Regions from separate parts of the Rattus norvegicus genome. Here region 1 is linked to region 2. Evidence: chromatin contacts called from public Hi-C data. All regions are on one chromosome and are shown on one strand. Each heading gives the region's core, a stretch centred on a gene start, on an enhancer-like site or on the middle of the called end of the contact. The rest is flanking DNA. Distances are from core to core; before and after follow the strand shown.

Region 1 (7,867 bases), core at 1,033-3,532, 36 kb before region 2:
TCATGCCACAGTGATAAGGGCCGCCTGAGGGTGGCATGAGGGTCAGCTGGAGCTCAAAGGCAATGGAGAAGCAGGTCCAACACAACCCTCTGTGTTTCCACTAAAAACAGGGTTAGGTTTGTAAGTGCAACCTCTATTTTGCTGCAGGATGGGGTTTGTAAAAATGTCTCTTCTCCAGTTTATGAGGGACATCTTTAGAACCTGCAGGATGGCATCTGAGGAGTTGCATGGATGGGCAATGCCCAGCAGCCCCGACCTGCATTCGTTTGCCCAGCAGCCCTGTCCTGCATTCATTTGCCCGTTTGTCTTGTTTTCTCACAGCTCGAAGTGCCTCCCTCTGTTTTGTCAATTCTCTGGTGAGGATGCTTGGATGGAATTTGGCCAAACTCTGAGATATTCATCTGATTTGCTCCTGCGTGCAGGGCGAGGTACCCATCATCCTCTGGTGCATGCTTTTCTCTTGTTGATCCCCCTTTCCTCGCTCCAACTCATAGAGCCTTCACTGTCAAGCCTAGGAGGGTCAGAGGAAAGGGCTGTTTGGGGCTTGCACTTCCTCATAAGCTCACAAGAGAAGAAAACAAAAAACAAAAACGCTTGAATGAAGCGTTCCCTGAGCCTTCTTGAGCCTGAATTCCAAGAGCGTGGTCTGGGGTGGAAGATCTGGCCCCTCCTCCAGCCCCATGGTGAGAATTCCCAGAAGAAGGGGACCCCTCTGCCTCAGTCTAGATGTCCCTTTCCAAGGCCTCCACCTGGCCAGGCACAGTCTTCCCAGGGAAGGAGACAGCTTCCTGGCTTATGAAGACCACCAACCCAGGCCTCCTCCTCCGTACTTCAGAACCTTCTAACACCTGAAGCTGCAGAACTGCTGCTCTCTCCATGACCTCCACTGCCTTTCCCCCAAAGCTGCAGTCTCCAGAGTGGTGAGACAGCAAATGCTTATTGATTTAACTCACTCTGACTTTAACGAGTGCTTGTCAGGAGCTCGCCTGAAATGCTTCCCATGTACCAAAGACTGATAGACACTTTATCGTGTAATCAGGTGTGTGCTGGTGTGGACAAGGGTATATCCACAATGTACGTGCTTTTGGGGGTCAGAGGTCAACTTTGGATGCCAGTCGTCAGTGCTATTTACCTTGTTTTGTGAGACAGGATTTCTCACTCACTGGCCTGTAGCTAACCAAATAGGCTAGTCTGGCTGGCCAATGAACTCTAAGGTAAACCTTGCTCAGAGAACCCATCTGTCTCTGCCTCCTTATCATGAGGGTTATAAATGGACGACTTCATCTGCCCAGCTTTTCCACAGAGGTTCTAGGAATTAAACTTAGATCCTCCTGTTTGCATGACAAACAAATGTTGCAAACATTTTTCTCAATCTACTTTAATAAGGGTTCAACCTCTTCTCTAGCCCAGCACCCACCAGAGGTGGTGGAAAAGTTATTAGGACACGGGGAAGTGGATCTGTTTAGAAGTGGTTCTTTGGGGGCGAGTCCAACATTCATTGTTCTCAGTCCAGTCCACTAGCAAACACCACCCAGGAACCAGCAGCTGCATTCCAGAGAGATTCAGGGGGACCCAAAGAGCTATGTAAAGAGGTGACTTCCATCAAATCACATGTCCCAGCAAATCTGTGGGGCCTCATGAAGGTGTCACAATCTGGTGGCCATGTTAGCACCCAGCGAGGGTGGATAAGGCTCCCTCATCTCTGTAGCTTAGAGGATGGACCCTGACTCTCATTTCTCTGTGGCCCCATGGTTTGGGACACGTGGGACTCATGACAAGTCCTTATCACCAGTATATAGCTCTGAAAAATAATGAATAATAGAAATATCCAAATACAACAGAATTCTCTTAGAAACCACAGGTTTTAGCAATCTGAGGGGCTCTTAAACCTGCTGGGGCATCATTGTCATCACAAGGGTGATCAACTGTGCCTTTTTGTTCCAGGCATAAGACTTTTAGTGCTAAAGCCAGGCCAGTCCTGGATAGCTAGGTGCATCAGTGACCAGAGATGTTTCCTTCCATACACCACCCGGCGACCTAGAAGTTCTTTTTCCAGCCCTGCCCAGCCAGTACCCTGGGGATGTCTCTGCTCCTTCACCTTCTCCTCCAGTCTCCTGTTCTTTCTCTGTGACTCCTAATCCCACTTCTATTTAAGGGGTGTTTGCTGACACTTGGATTTTTCAGCTGAGACTTCGATGATAGAAATAACCCAGTGTCCTATTCACCATGTGTCCCCTGGGGCCTGGCACAGAGCCTGGAGCCTGTGGAGAGACTGAGAAATACATCCTGTGTCATGCATGATCTCATCCCATCACCATAGCAACAGATAGCCCAAAGGGCTATGGTTCTGGTATGGGTCTGGTCCTTTGAAAATCTCAGACTGGATGCTCAACTCATCTACAACATGGGGCACTGACCAAGAAACCACTGTTTGCCCTTGCTGTTACTCTAGATAGAGCAGTGGCCATTCCATAGCTCCCAACAAACTTAAAAACAACCAAATAACAAACTCCCAGATGGTGGCCTTTGCTGTATAGCAGTGGCTCTCAATCCTAGCGACATCTTAGAGTTATGTGAAGTTTGAAAAATCCTGGGGCCCAAGTTTGGGGCCTGGGTATCAGATTAGTTCTCTCTCTCTCTCTCTCTCTCTCTCTCTCTCTCTCTCTCTCCCCTCCCTTCCTCCCTCCCTCCCTCCCTCTCTCTCTGTGTCTGTCTGTTCTGTCTATCTTTCTGTATCTCTGTCTCTGTCTCTGTCTCTCTCCCCCTCCCGTCTCTCTCTGGCTCTGTGTGTGTTTCTCTCACTTTGTATGTTCCTTTGTGTGCTTGTCTGTCTCTCTCTCTCTCTCTGTCTCTCTCTCTCTCTCTGTCTCTCTCTCTCTCTGTGTATGTGTGTGTGTGTGTGTGTGTGTGTATTTCTCTGTCTCTGTGTGTCTGACTATCTTTCTGTCTCAGTGTGTCTGTCTCTCTGTCTGTCCCTGAGTGAGCGTGTGTGTTTCTCTCTGTATGTTTTGGTGTGTGCTTATCTGTGTCTCTGTGTCTCTCTCTCTGTGTATTTCTCTGTCTCTCTCTCTCTCTCTCTCTCTCTGTGTCTATCTTTCTGTGTCTCTGTGTGTCTGTCTCCTTGTCTCTCTCTGTGTCCCTGTGTGTCTGTCTCTTTGTCTCTCTCTGACTGAGTGTGTGTGTGTGTGTGTGTGTGTGTGTGTGTGTGTGTGTGTGTTTGTGTTTGTGTAGGAGCTAAGGGACAAGTTTGGGTGTCATCCTTAGGAATACTATCCACCTTCACTGAGGCAGGGTCTCTCATTGGTTTGGAGCTCTCATTTAGGTGTGACTGGCTGGCCAGGGAGCCCAGGGATCCCCCTGTGTCTGCCTTCTCGGTGCAGGGATTACAAGTTCACATCAACACACCCAGTTTTCTGTGGGTATGGGGTTTTGAACTTAGGTCCTCATGCTAGCAACGCAAGCACTGGGCTACTGGACGAGCTGTCTCCTCGTCTGCCCCGCCCTCTTTGGAGAGAAGGTCTTGTGTCGTCCAGGCTTGCCTTTCAGGCAAATTGAGGATGATTTTGAATTTCTGACACTTTGCTTCCACATCCTAAGTGCAGAGATTTTAGTCGTGTACCAGAACACCCAGTTCCCGTGGTGCTGGGGGCCGAACCATGCATGCTAGAGACGCAGTCAACCAACTAAGCAGCCCGGCCATGCAGAACTTCCTGACTCAACCTCCCTCTTGTCAGAAAGCATTCTCTGGTCGGCTCCATGATGCGGCTTCTCTGGTGGACATGGACACTGTTCAGAACCACCAGGGAGTCCTGGCTCCCCAAATCCTCTGCTGCCTCTTACCCTGATGATCAAGGATCCATACAAGAGGATGCCCAAGATGCAGGGGCTGTTCCTCACATCCTTGGAGCTATGCTAAGAAATGGTTAAGGACCTGAAGAGGGAGTTTTGGAGCTCTCTGATTCATATTATTTGCCAATTGCTATGGTGTCAATACCCACCACCACCACCATCCTGGGTCTGCTGCAGGCTCTCATCCTTCAGTGGCTGAGCAGAGGTTTAGGAAGCCGTTGGTACCGTATCTGCCAACCTTCAAGAGCTGCAACAAGGCAGTCCCCACCCCCATGCTCCTGTAGCTTCCACGGTCATTGTATGGTTCCATCCCCAGCCGTGGCCAATGGTTCTCAATCTGCTGGGACTTTGAAGACACACAGGCACCAGCAGGTCTTGCTGGGTGGTGCTCTTTTGGGCCTCTGACTGTGAGCCTGGGCGATACAGACCCAGAGGGCATCTTCAAGCTGAATCTTTATTAACCTAGACAGTAGATACTCAAGTTAAGTGGAACCACGTGTGGTAGTCCTCAGTGTTCATGATAGTTTCCATTCAGGTCTCATTTCACTCTAAAGTGTCTGTGGCAGGTTCAAGGAGGGGATGTGTCCTGGGCTTCATTGGCAGATGAGGAAACAGAAGGTTAGTGGGGATTTGTCCAGGTCCTGCACACCTGAGAGAATAGCCAAGTTTGGACAACCAATGTGTATCTCTAGAACTCAGGCCCCACCTGTCTTTCCTGACATTGAGATCTGCGGCACTGCCACAGAGTGGCCAGTATAGGAAGGGGGAGTGGGCAGTCTTCGGTACCTCAGGAAGCCAGCAGGCATGGCTGACTTAGGCACTGCATGGGGCACACGCCGGGTAGTCAGCAAGGATTCGGGGAGCAAAGGGCTATGGTTTTCTTTGTAGCTTCTCACATTTGGAATGAAGGGAGGGTACAAGAAGTCCCAGCCTCCAGGCACTTAAAGTTTAAGTTCCCAAAGATGATGTGACTCGACCCCAGCAGCCCCTTCCTCCCAGCAGCCGAGCTTCTGCTTTGAGTCTTTGGTGAGCAGCTGTGATAAGAGAGTCCCATGAGGCCATACTCTTGGGCCTCTCCATCTGCCCAGAGGCCAGAAGGACAAAGGGACATCTGTGCTATGGTTCCTCCAAGTGTCCCTTTAGCCTCTGCGGTGTCACCTCCTAGAACTCGGTCAGGAGGGGCTTCCTCCCCATATAGGTGGCAGCAGGGTAGGCTCATCCTTGTAAAAACTAAGCCACACCTTCAGTCACCCTGGGGTGCCCAATCAGTGGCTCAGGTTGGTACCCACATCTGGGGTTCTCTTTGGTGTTTTTATTTTGTTTTAAAACGTTTGCTTGTTGTTATGTGTGAGTGTACGTGCCACAGCTCGTGGGGGGAGGTTAGAGGGCAGCTTTATGGAACTGAATTTGTCCCTCTGCCTCACACATAGGCTCCAGGAACCGAATGCAGGTCACCAGGCTTGTGTGAGAAACACTTTACCTGCTGAGCTGTCTCTTCAGCCCCGGGCTAATATTCTCTAGATGTAAAGAATGGGGCTATGTTGTCTCATCCCAAGAAACAAAAGATCCATGGCCTTGCCTTTGCTAAGCCTGCTGATGCAGCCCTGGAGCCCGCAGTGCTGGAAGATTGCTAGCATTACCGAGGATGACAAGGGTGAGAGGTGAGAGGCGGGTTGAAAATTGAGGCTGGGCTGCTTGTTCATCAGCTCCTGCCAGGTGGGAATGACAGCTAGTCAAGACTTCCACTTTCCACAAGGAGCACCAGAAAATCGGGGTTTTAATGTGAAATCTCTTCATTTAAAAGTTTGACTATTGGGGTTGGGGATTTAGCTCAGTGGTAGAGCTCTTGCCTAGCAAGTGCAAGGCCCTGGGTTCGGTCCCCAGCTCCGAAAAATAGAAAAAAGAAGAAAAAAGTTTGACGATTAACTCAACATTTGTCTACTCCTAAGATACTATATACAGATAGAACAAAACACCCGCCTACAGTGTTACCAGTTCTCAAGCACCAGGTGCACGTCAGCCTGACTGGAGGTGTGGGTGGGGTGGGAGAAGGCAGAGTAGCTTCTCTGGAGGTGAAGCACTCAGGTGAGCTGGAACGACTGGGAGGCTCAGGTGCCTGGAGGACTGGAGGGAAGGTGGGGGACTGCCCAGAGATTGTGCCCAGGGTGGGGGTTGGGGTAGGGAGGCGTGTAAGGATGGTACAGGTCTGGGCCTCAGGATTAGATCCAGGACATGGGGCAGTTAGATAGGTGACCTTCTGGACCTCAAGGGCAAGGCTGCCAAGATGGAGGGAAACCAGTTTCCTTGCTGTTGCCTGCAAAGCTCTCAGGTCAGGTCCTGCAGTAGCCTGAATCTAAGCCGTTAGAGGAGTCAGGGCAAGGTGGCCAGACTGAGATGCTGTGGGTGAGGAGGTCCACACCGCAGTCCTCAAGAGAACACAGAACAAAGCTTGAGGCTTCTGGTGGTTCTTCCTGTGGCAGAGATGAGGGCTCGACCATTTGACTCTTTGCAGCCACAGGCCAGAGTACGAGGCTTGGCCACGGCCTTTCCCCTTGTGACCACAAGGCGGCAGCAGGAGAACAGTGGTGTCCCTGGTTGACCCAAATGCACAAAGCCGGGGTTGGATAGATATGGAGGGTCAGCGTAGGGGCAGAGAGGGGTAGAAGTAGGAGTCATCTTTGTCTTGTTCTCTAAGCATGTCCCTGTTGAGGTCTCTCGAGACCCTGATATCTTAACCAGGGCATAATCATACACTGCATAGAGAGCTGACTATGGCATAACTGAGTATTACTGGTAGCCTTCTCTCCATACCCCTGACCAGTGCTGCCTGTCCTTCCAGTTGTCTACCTTGACCATACCGCAGTACAGTTTGAAGAGGTTGTGGGGTTTGGTAATGTCTATGAGCTACACAACACTCCTCACCGTGTCTTTTACACACCGGCAAAGTGACACTTCCTCTTCTTCTAGACTTGGTCAGATGGCAGATCCATCGCCAAATCCTTCCCGTAGCTCCATGACACAGAAATGAAGCTTGGTGATAGGGAAACTTCTGGTTTCTTTGGAAAGTCAGTTATGTCAAAGAACGTTTCGCTGAAGCAGACTCAGGTGAAAGGATGTTTGGCTAACGTGAACACGTGAAAGAACACGTGGTGAAAGATTCTTCACTAATGACACACGTGTGTTAGCTCACCTTACATGCGTAGCTGAGCTCCATTTATTGTGACTACGTGGAGTAAAATGCACCAAAAGCCTTCTGGAGGTGTGCTGCAGCTTCTGGAGGACACTCGACGTTTGGAGGAAGTATAGACAAGACCCCACAATGCATCATTGGTCTGGAGTCATCACTGATCTTCACTTCATTGTGAGAGACACGACAGAGAACTCCTGGCGTCCCTGCTGGTCTCTGTCACTCTTGCTGACTTGTGCCGATTTGGTGGAGGCCTGGCTGTTTCTGTTAGGCTGTGCCACCACTGCTGGTTTGTGTGTGCTATCCGACACTACTGAACTGCACTGCTGGTGCATCCGTGAAGCGTTTGCAAGGGGCCCGAGCTGCCCCTGCCTGCTGACCTGTAAACTGAACTGCTGATTTCCAGGCAATGCAGATAAGATGCTCCAAAGAACGTTTTCTAAACAAGTCCACTTCCCCCACGTCCTAATAACCTCTCTTTTCCGCTACCTCCAGTGGGTGGAAGCCTTGAAGGGAGGTTAAAGCGTTTAAGAACCATCATTAAAATAGGGCTGAGGAAAATCGAAGACACCACCAGTGAGAGGAATGGTCAGGCGAGGGGTGGATGCAGGGCAGGAGAGGGGTGGATGCAGGTCAGGCGAGGGGTGGATGCAGGGCAGGAGAGGGGTGGATGCAGGGCAGGAGAGGGGTGGATGCAGGGCAGGAGAGGGGTGGATGCAGGGCAGGAGAGGGGTGGATGCAGGGCAGAGGTCTTTGGGAATGAGGGAGCTAAGTCCCAGGGTCCTCTCACCCTTTGAGTATAGAAGCTTAACTGATTTCTTGCAAATTTTC
Region 2 (7,707 bases), core at 1,018-3,517:
GGGTGGGGGCGGGAGTATGTGCTCTGAGAAGCCTAGTGCAGCAGGGCCAGGGAGAAGAAATCCCCCAAGATCTGAAGAACCACTTTCTTTTTCCCCCCCCCCCTGGGGCAGGGGACCAAACCCAGGGCCTTGTGCTTCCTAGGCAAGCGCTCTACCACTGAGCCAAATCCCCAACCCCGAAAGTTGTATTGATTGATTTTTTTTTCTTTTTTTTTTTTTTTTTTTTTTGGAGCTGGGGACCGAACCCAGGGCCTTGTGCTTGCTAGGCAAGCGCTCTACCCCTGAGCTAAATCCCCAACCTTGTTTTGTTTTTAAATTAAAAAAATTTTTTTTACTTATTCACTTTACATCCTGCTCACTGCTTCCCTCCTCCCGGTCACCCCATTTCACAATTCTCCCATTCCCCTTTCCTTCCTCCTTTGAACAGGTGGGAGCCTCCACTTCAAGTTTCTTTGACAGGTTTTTATCAACCTCCCTAGCACCCCAGTCAGCCCTTGCTCATCCTGTCCTGACCATTCCAGAGAGGGAAGTTCTGTCAGAGCCACAGAGGAAACTGCAGAGCGTTTGACAGTTCACAGCTTCCAGATTTCAGCAGAGGAAGCAGAGAAGGAGTGGGCTTCACATTCTGAAGGCTGGCGATGCATTCCTAGCACGCTCAGAGAACAATGACAAGGACTTGGGAAGGAGGCGCCCTGCTTGGCCTAGAAGCTGCCCTCTTACCTCTTACCTTTTAAAAGTCAGAGCAAATGTGAATCCTTTGGTGCTCTGCTGGCTTGCTGGTTGAGTTTAGTCTGAGTCGGTATCAGGATGCAGTGACAGCATTTGGAATTGCTTTCAGAGAATGCTATCATGCTATCATCTCTCTCTCTCTCTCTCTCTTTCTTGCTCGCTCGCTCTGTGTGTGTGTGTGTGTGTGTGTGTGTGTGTGTGTGTGTGTGTGTGTGTGTGCATGATTACAACGGAAAGCAGGCAGTTTTGTACTCACTGTGATGTGCTTGTCGTATATAGCAAGTGGCTTCTTGTTGAGCAAAAAAGTCAAGAGCTCGAGGACATCTATTTGCTGTCTTTTTCCTTCTACCTTCCTCACCCTAGAACTTCCTCTTTAGAGGAAGGACTGGCTGAACATACATCTTATTCTAGCATTATCCAGTTTTTTTTTCCCACAAAGCTGCCAACCTTTCTTGTACTGCACTAAATCTCCAAAATAAATTTTAAAAGGTGCTTAATTAAGGAAAAGGGATCAAATGCTCCCATATCCAGGGATGGAGGAGAAAAGAGCCAGGAGTCAACAAATTAGTATCAGTCTTTATTGGCATGTCAAAATACAACGACATCATGGGAGAATGGTCTGAAGAAAACACAGAGCCAAGAGTTTGGGGTTCTAAGGCATGATGGGTGCCCTGAGCCTTTAGGCTATGAGGAAGGCGGTTTACTGCTAGGGGTCTCTTTGGACTTCAGAATGATCCTGTATTTGGCTAGAAACTGGCTGCCCAAAGTACTCAGCTCTTGCTGAAGCTCTTTCAGAGCTCCGTCTTGCTCCTGCTGCTCCCCAAGCACGTGCTTCTTGTAATAGTTGATGTACAAGTTCACCCAGTCATTAACCACAGTTTTCATGTCTTCTTCAGGCATGAGAGGGTCATCAAAGACCTGGGGGAGGGGAGGGGAGAAGGGAGAGAGTCGGCAAGAGAGGATGCACTCAGAGATACAGAGCGCCAGGATGGTCTCATGGATGCTCACATCCTCTTTGATATGGATTTGCATTCCCCGTTTCTTGGATCGATGCCACCATTGCCCTTACGGTTTCAAATGAGCCTTCTCTGCCCTCCCAACACATACTCTCCATCTCTGTCCTTGAAATAAAGTGCACAGGCTTACCTGCTGATCCAGCAGAACATTAAACTCCTTTATTCCTGTAGAGATCAGATCCTTATTGCTCTGAAAAGGGGCCATCTGCCAGGGAAAGAAAGGTGAGCGTTATCCTTTTCCCTCACTCCTGAATACCCTCCGCTCTTTCAGCACGCCATACGACCCCCATCGTCCCTGTTAGACATCCCTCATATCCAAGAGGGCACCCCTTTCCCTAAACCTGTCAAGTCCTGCCCTGCTCTGAAGTTACACTTTCACCAACTCGGGCTCACCTTCAAGTCCCACGGTGCTGAACCTGCTTCACACACACTCTTCAGGGTTTGTGTGTCCTCTGCACTAAGCTAGATGGAGGCAGAGTCAGGAGTTAGCGTAAGAAGGCAACGCCCTGCCTTGAGGTCCTGAGGGAGTGAGATATGTCCTCCCAGGGTGGAGAAGGTGGGTGGTGAGGCTTCCCTGGAGTTAGAAAGATAGAGAGAACCATGGGGGAAAAAATAGATAAACGAAGATAGAAAATGCAAGAAACAAACCAGGAAAGTGCTTGCTGTTTCTCTGACAACCCTATAACCAGTCTCAAAATTCTAAAAAAAAAAAAAAGCCAACATTAGGCGATTTTGCACCGTACAAAATGTAATGGCGTTGTTTCTCCAATCCATGGCTGCTATATTAATAACAGTTTAGAAGCCAGGTTACGAGCTCACATTAAGGAGGCAAAGGAAGGAGACTCAAGTCAAAGGCCAGTCCCAGACTGTATCCAAATAAGACCTTGTTCTCATAAAAGAAGTTTACGATCCATGTATTCTTGCATGCCAGACACTTCTCCAAGAGTGTATTAAGTATTTATCATTATAAAAACATCCTTTCAGAAGGTGGAGGATACATTCATAATGGAGCTTTTTCAATGAAATTATGTCCTCACTCCAGTGGAGCAAAGGAATCTTTGAATACTTGCCACTGTCTCCAAATAATGCGCAAATAAAATAGTTATATGCTAGGCTGGAAGGATGGCTCAGTGGTAATTGCTGACAACATTGATGACCTGAATTCAATTTCTAGGCCCCACATATGCTATCCTTTGACATCCATATGTACACCATGGTATGTATGCATCTCTCTCTCTCTCTCTCTCTCTCTCTCTGTGTGTGTGTGTGTCTTTCTAACACACATAAATAAATATATAAAATAGTATTATCATAACAATAGTATCTATCATTTGCCAAATCTGACTTAGGCTGCTACATGTAAGATCTGTTTAGCTCTCACCTGAACTCTCTCTGGTATAGTAGTATTGTTTCCATTTATCAGATAGAAAACTGAATGCCAGAGAAACAATTAACTTTACCAAGATCTCACAGTTACAAACCTACACTTCAAGTAAGTTTCCTGGGTGAATTCATTCACAGAAACTGGCTTGGAATTTTACATTCTTCCTGGAAATACAAATTTTCAGAAAAGTGCTAGTTTATCTCAGCCTTAGACAGACTCTGTGTGGCTTGGGTTGGAAGGGGACTCCTAGTCAAAGTTTGTGATGGAGCCAGCCGTCCTCTGGAATCAGGAAGTTTACAGAATGAAGCTGTTAACTGGAATCAAATGGGGTAGGGGCAGAGTGCCAAGAATGCGGTCAAGAATTCCAGGCTAAGGAACAACCATGTTTCATTTCTAATTTAAAGAAAAAAGAAGGTGCTTTTGGTAAATTTCTACCTTAGGGCCAGTTCCTTAAACTTGTTGGGAAGTAGAATGGGGCCAAAGAAAAAGGGGGTAAGCTTAAAGGGAGAGAGACCCTTTGGTGTGGACTCTAACTCCACAGAGCTCTCCCAGGAGAAGAAACTCAAGAACCTCCCTTGCTTATGCTGTCTTCTGACACCGTTGAGATAACATCCTAATTTGGGGAGAGCTGAAGGGCAGAGAAGTACTTCTCAGGGTGTTAGTGAACCAAGCTGTCTCCTTACTACTTGAAAAGGCCAACCACTTGGGGACCAGTACTGGGGTGAAGAAAAGAGCTTGCTTGGAAAGCCAGAAAGCCAAGGAAACAAAGTGGCCAATGCCAACAAAAACTGGCAGGTGCTAGGAAAGGCTCTAAAGAGAGGAGGGCAGAGACACACACAAGGAGCTGACAGCTGAAGACATTTTAAAAACAACCTCCTAAAGACTGGTGTTTTCCTGGCCATTCCAGTGGCCCTGTTTGGTTTAGTTCCTCTTAGTTTTGATGTCTTTGGCCTTGGAAGGGAAGAGAGCTAAGCAAGGTTAAGTCAAATCAACCTTGTTCTAGCCGAAATAGTTTTTTTTTTTAATAATTAATATATCAGGGTTGGGGATTTAGCTCAGTGGCCCTGGGTTCGGTCCCCGGCTCCAAAAAAAAAAAAAATAATAATTAAGATATCTTCGTGCAGAGTTGGGCAGAGATGGTCTGAACCAAGGATTAAGGTGGCCAAGGACACAGAGACACAATGAAGGCAAAGATGATCTCCTTACTGCATCTCGACCTGGTTTCCCTTCCGTGCTCCCGCCCTTGTGTTCTCTAGTAAATGAATTCAGGTGAGACACACACGGTGTAGTGTAGAGAATAGAGTTTAGTGCATAGTGACAGGGATGAGAGTGAGCAGTGGCCAGAGAGACCATTGTGGAGGGCATGCTCTCAAGGGGTGGGAACGGATGTCAGGGGGCCATTTGTGTTACGTATTTGGAGAGGTCATTATGTGACCTCTGAACAACCACACAGTGATTGACTGGATGGGTTTGGGCTCCTTCCTTCGTTCTAGCCCACTTCCATTCTTGGTAGAGCTTTTACCCTTCCTTAACAGGCTGTCTACTTCCACCCTGTGCCTAATTTAAAAGGCATGATTTTCCTCCTTCTCTCCCCCTGGTAATTGCCAGGATTTCCACCCAACCTGTACTGTTTCCCTCTTAAACTAATAACTGTCTTCAAGATTCCTGTTTATTCCTTTTCTAAATTCTTTTATTAAAAAAATTGTGTGTGTGTGTGTGTGTGTGTGTGTGTGTGTGTGTGTGTGTGTGTGTGTAGGTACACATCCATGTGTTTGCCTGAAGAGGCCAGAAAGAGGGTGTCTGATCCCCGGAAGTTGGAGTTACAGGAGGTTTGAACTACCAGACATGAGTGCTGGGACCCCGCCACTGATGTCTTGGAAGAATTGGGAGCATTTAACTAGTAAGCCTCTAAAATCCCTTTATTAAAGAGCCTAAGAAGTTCCCATGGGAACCTCGGTTTCCCCAGTAACAATAACAACAAACGTTGCCAAAGAGCTCTTTACGCTGCTGGAGAGAATGTGAACTGCTGTGGCTGCTCTGAAAAATCAAAAGAAAAATATTAGAACTACCATATGATTACAGCTCTACTACCAGAGGACTCCATGTCCTACCACAGAGATACCTGTGCACGTGTGTCTACTGCTGCAGTATTCAGAACAGCTAAGAAACGGAATCAGTCTGGATCTCCGTCAGGAGACAAATGGGTCACAAAATGTGGAATTACAGTGACATTTTATTCAACCCTAAAGAAAAATGAACGAAGCCATAACATTTGCAGGAAAAGACTGTTTCAGAAGAACAAATGTCCCGTGTTTTCTCTCATATGCAACTCCTAGAATTGGAATTTTATGTGTGTTTGTGTATGGAGGTTGGTGGAGGGTATAGGTCATGATGTTAGAAATGTAATTGCGAGAAGAGAAGAAGGGATCTTTAGGAGAGTAGGAAGATAGACATGTGGCAGCGTGGAGGAGAGGGGGGTTGGGTGGGGTGGGTGAGTGGATGTCTACATAGTAGGAGTCAAGCAAGAGAACAGGGAGAGGCAGGTGGTAAAGGGGAACATCAGGAACAAAATATGCATGAGAATGCCATAATGAAGCACATTAAGTCACAAGTTAATTTGAAAATTTTCAAAAACCGTATTGTCCTTGGCCTCACAGTCAAAAGAGCCACTGCGACCCCGGAAAGGGATACTCTTCAGTTACACAACTAAAAGTTTGAGATCTGAGTGGAGTTTCGATCACAACTATTTTCCCAAGAAGTCATCTTTCCCTCTTCTGATTATTGGAATTCATAATCCCTGTATTGCTCCTCAAGTCCAAAGAACTATAGATAGGCCAGGTGCAGTCCTGGGTTGTGTCCCAGGAAGGCAGGGGACACAGTAATCTCATTTCCAGGATAGTAAAAGATTATTGCCCCTCTGCGGCCACCGTAGCCAAACAGGAAATGTACGTAGTTTGTCTAGCTTTTTGCCGCGTTGGACCGACTCGCTGAGCTTCGCGGGGATGGCTGACACTGCGAGCCTGCGGGCGCCGCTATGCACCGAGCAATTCGGCTCCGGAGCCCCACGCAGCTGCAGCGCTGCTGCCGATGGGAGCCTGCAGTGGGACAGGGCTCAGCGCTGGGGCTGGTTCTCCCGGGCCTCGATAACGAAACCCGGGCAGCATGAGGGTGGAGGCAGGGGGCCCTGGGCAGCACTGACCACTCTTTCGGGCCTCAGATCAGTGCTGCTGCCTCAGGGCTTCCCAGACAGCGTCAGTCCGGATTACCTGCAGTACCAACTGTGGGATTCCGTGCAGGTCCGGCCGGCCTATTGCCATGGGGGTTGGAGGGCGTATGACTGGGGACCAAGGGAATAGGCCCCTGTAATCTGCATTTGCACACTGAAAGGCAGGGTGCACTGCAGAGTTCTGACAGTCTTCCGGGTCCCACAGAACCAGTGAGAGCTGATATAGCTCAGTAGGCTCCTTGCTCTTGGGACCCATCCTCACTCCACTTCTTTTCTCTCTAGGCCTTTGCTTCCAGCCTCTCCGGCTCCCTAGCGACCCAGGCAGTATTGCAGGGCTTAGGGGTGGGCAACGCAAAAGCCTCAGTTTCAGCTGCCACGTCCACTTGGCTGGTGAAAGGTGAGCTGGAACCTGGGAGCCTTCCTTACCTGTTGATCTCATCCCTGCCTTCTTCTGTCTCTGGCCTCTTTTTTCTTTTACTGCAAATCGTAGCTCTGCTATTCTGTGCTGTTCTGACCTCCAACAGTGGCTCTCGTGTGTGTGTGTGTGTGTGTGTGTGTGTGTGTGTGTGTGTGTGTACACATTCCGGGTGTGCAGCCTGATTAGACAGTACACAGAAGCTGAATGTCCACGCCTAGAATAATATTCTATGTCTATCTTGTTTCCCTCATCAGTGAAATCAGCCTCAACTTGTTACCTAAGCCAACTTCAGAATCCCTAAATCACCTGGCTCCCTCATCCTTAAATTAACTTTAATCCCACTTTATGCAGGAGTGCACAGATATGCAGTTTATTACATGAAACTGCTGGTTTCTCGAGATGGTGAAAATTGGATACTTCCACTGGGGAAAGAGGCATGTGGCTGGTCCTAAGTCGGTAGTTATGGAAATGCTAAAATGTATTCTGACTCCTCTGGGGTACTAAACAGTGCTGTAGTAAGGTGATAGTAACTGTGTGCTGAGCGTATACAGCTTTTTTTTAATCACTAAGAAAAACAAAGATAATTTAGCACCAAGCTGCCTGGAGAGTGAAGCAGAGAAAAGGGAACTCTCCACTTGTTTCGAGTTTAAGAAGGCCCTCAGCTCAGTCTTCTGGCCTCTGTCTTTCCCTGTTATTCCCAGTGGCATTTAAATGAACCTTAGGGGCAGAGCAAGCACATCTTGTCCTATAGACCTAGACACCTCTTTCGTGAACCTCCCTGGACTCTGGAGATCAGGAGGCTCCTGTTTATGTTGGACTATTAGAATTGAGCATCCTGTTTATGCCGGTGAGCACATCGTAACTACGGATGACCCTTTGAAAGAGCATGTCAGAGCAGAAGTGACCGATGGCCTCTTGACGCCATTGTCTCTTC

What was found. A called contact is a pair of places that touch in the nucleus more often than the background predicts.
Region 1: a contact with region 2 is called in a Hi-C map of the A7r5 cell line, with 4 times the contacts expected there. The contact joins the enhancer-like site here to the promoter of Ahsp in region 2. A contact is called at or near these places in 7 of 12 Hi-C or Micro-C datasets (the A7r5 cell line, the Rat2 cell line, Schwann cells and 4 more).

The regions. Positions count from the first base shown.
Region 1 is chr1:192,345,261-192,353,127 of GRCr8, reverse strand. No RefSeq gene overlaps it. Among named protein-coding and RNA genes, the nearest start is that of Ahsp, 34 kb to the right of the region's middle. Within about 2 kb of position 2,282, at least 8 of the 93 cell types and tissues checked have an H3K27ac peak or open chromatin away from gene starts, as enhancers often do. A contact at or near this core is called in the A7r5 cell line, where this site is marked.
Region 2 is chr1:192,309,530-192,317,236 of GRCr8, reverse strand. Ahsp (alpha hemoglobin stabilizing protein) reads right to left here and starts at 2,267. Exons shown (of 3, transcript NM_001106299.1): 1 at 2,139-2,267; 2 at 1,876-1,950; 3 at 1,295-1,647. The coding sequence starts at 1,950. The coding sequence ends at 1,414. It overlaps Rusf1 (RUS family member 1), which reads left to right and starts at 6,100. Exons shown (of 13, transcript NM_001035517.1): 1 at 6,100-6,425; 2 at 6,638-6,752. The coding sequence starts at 6,132.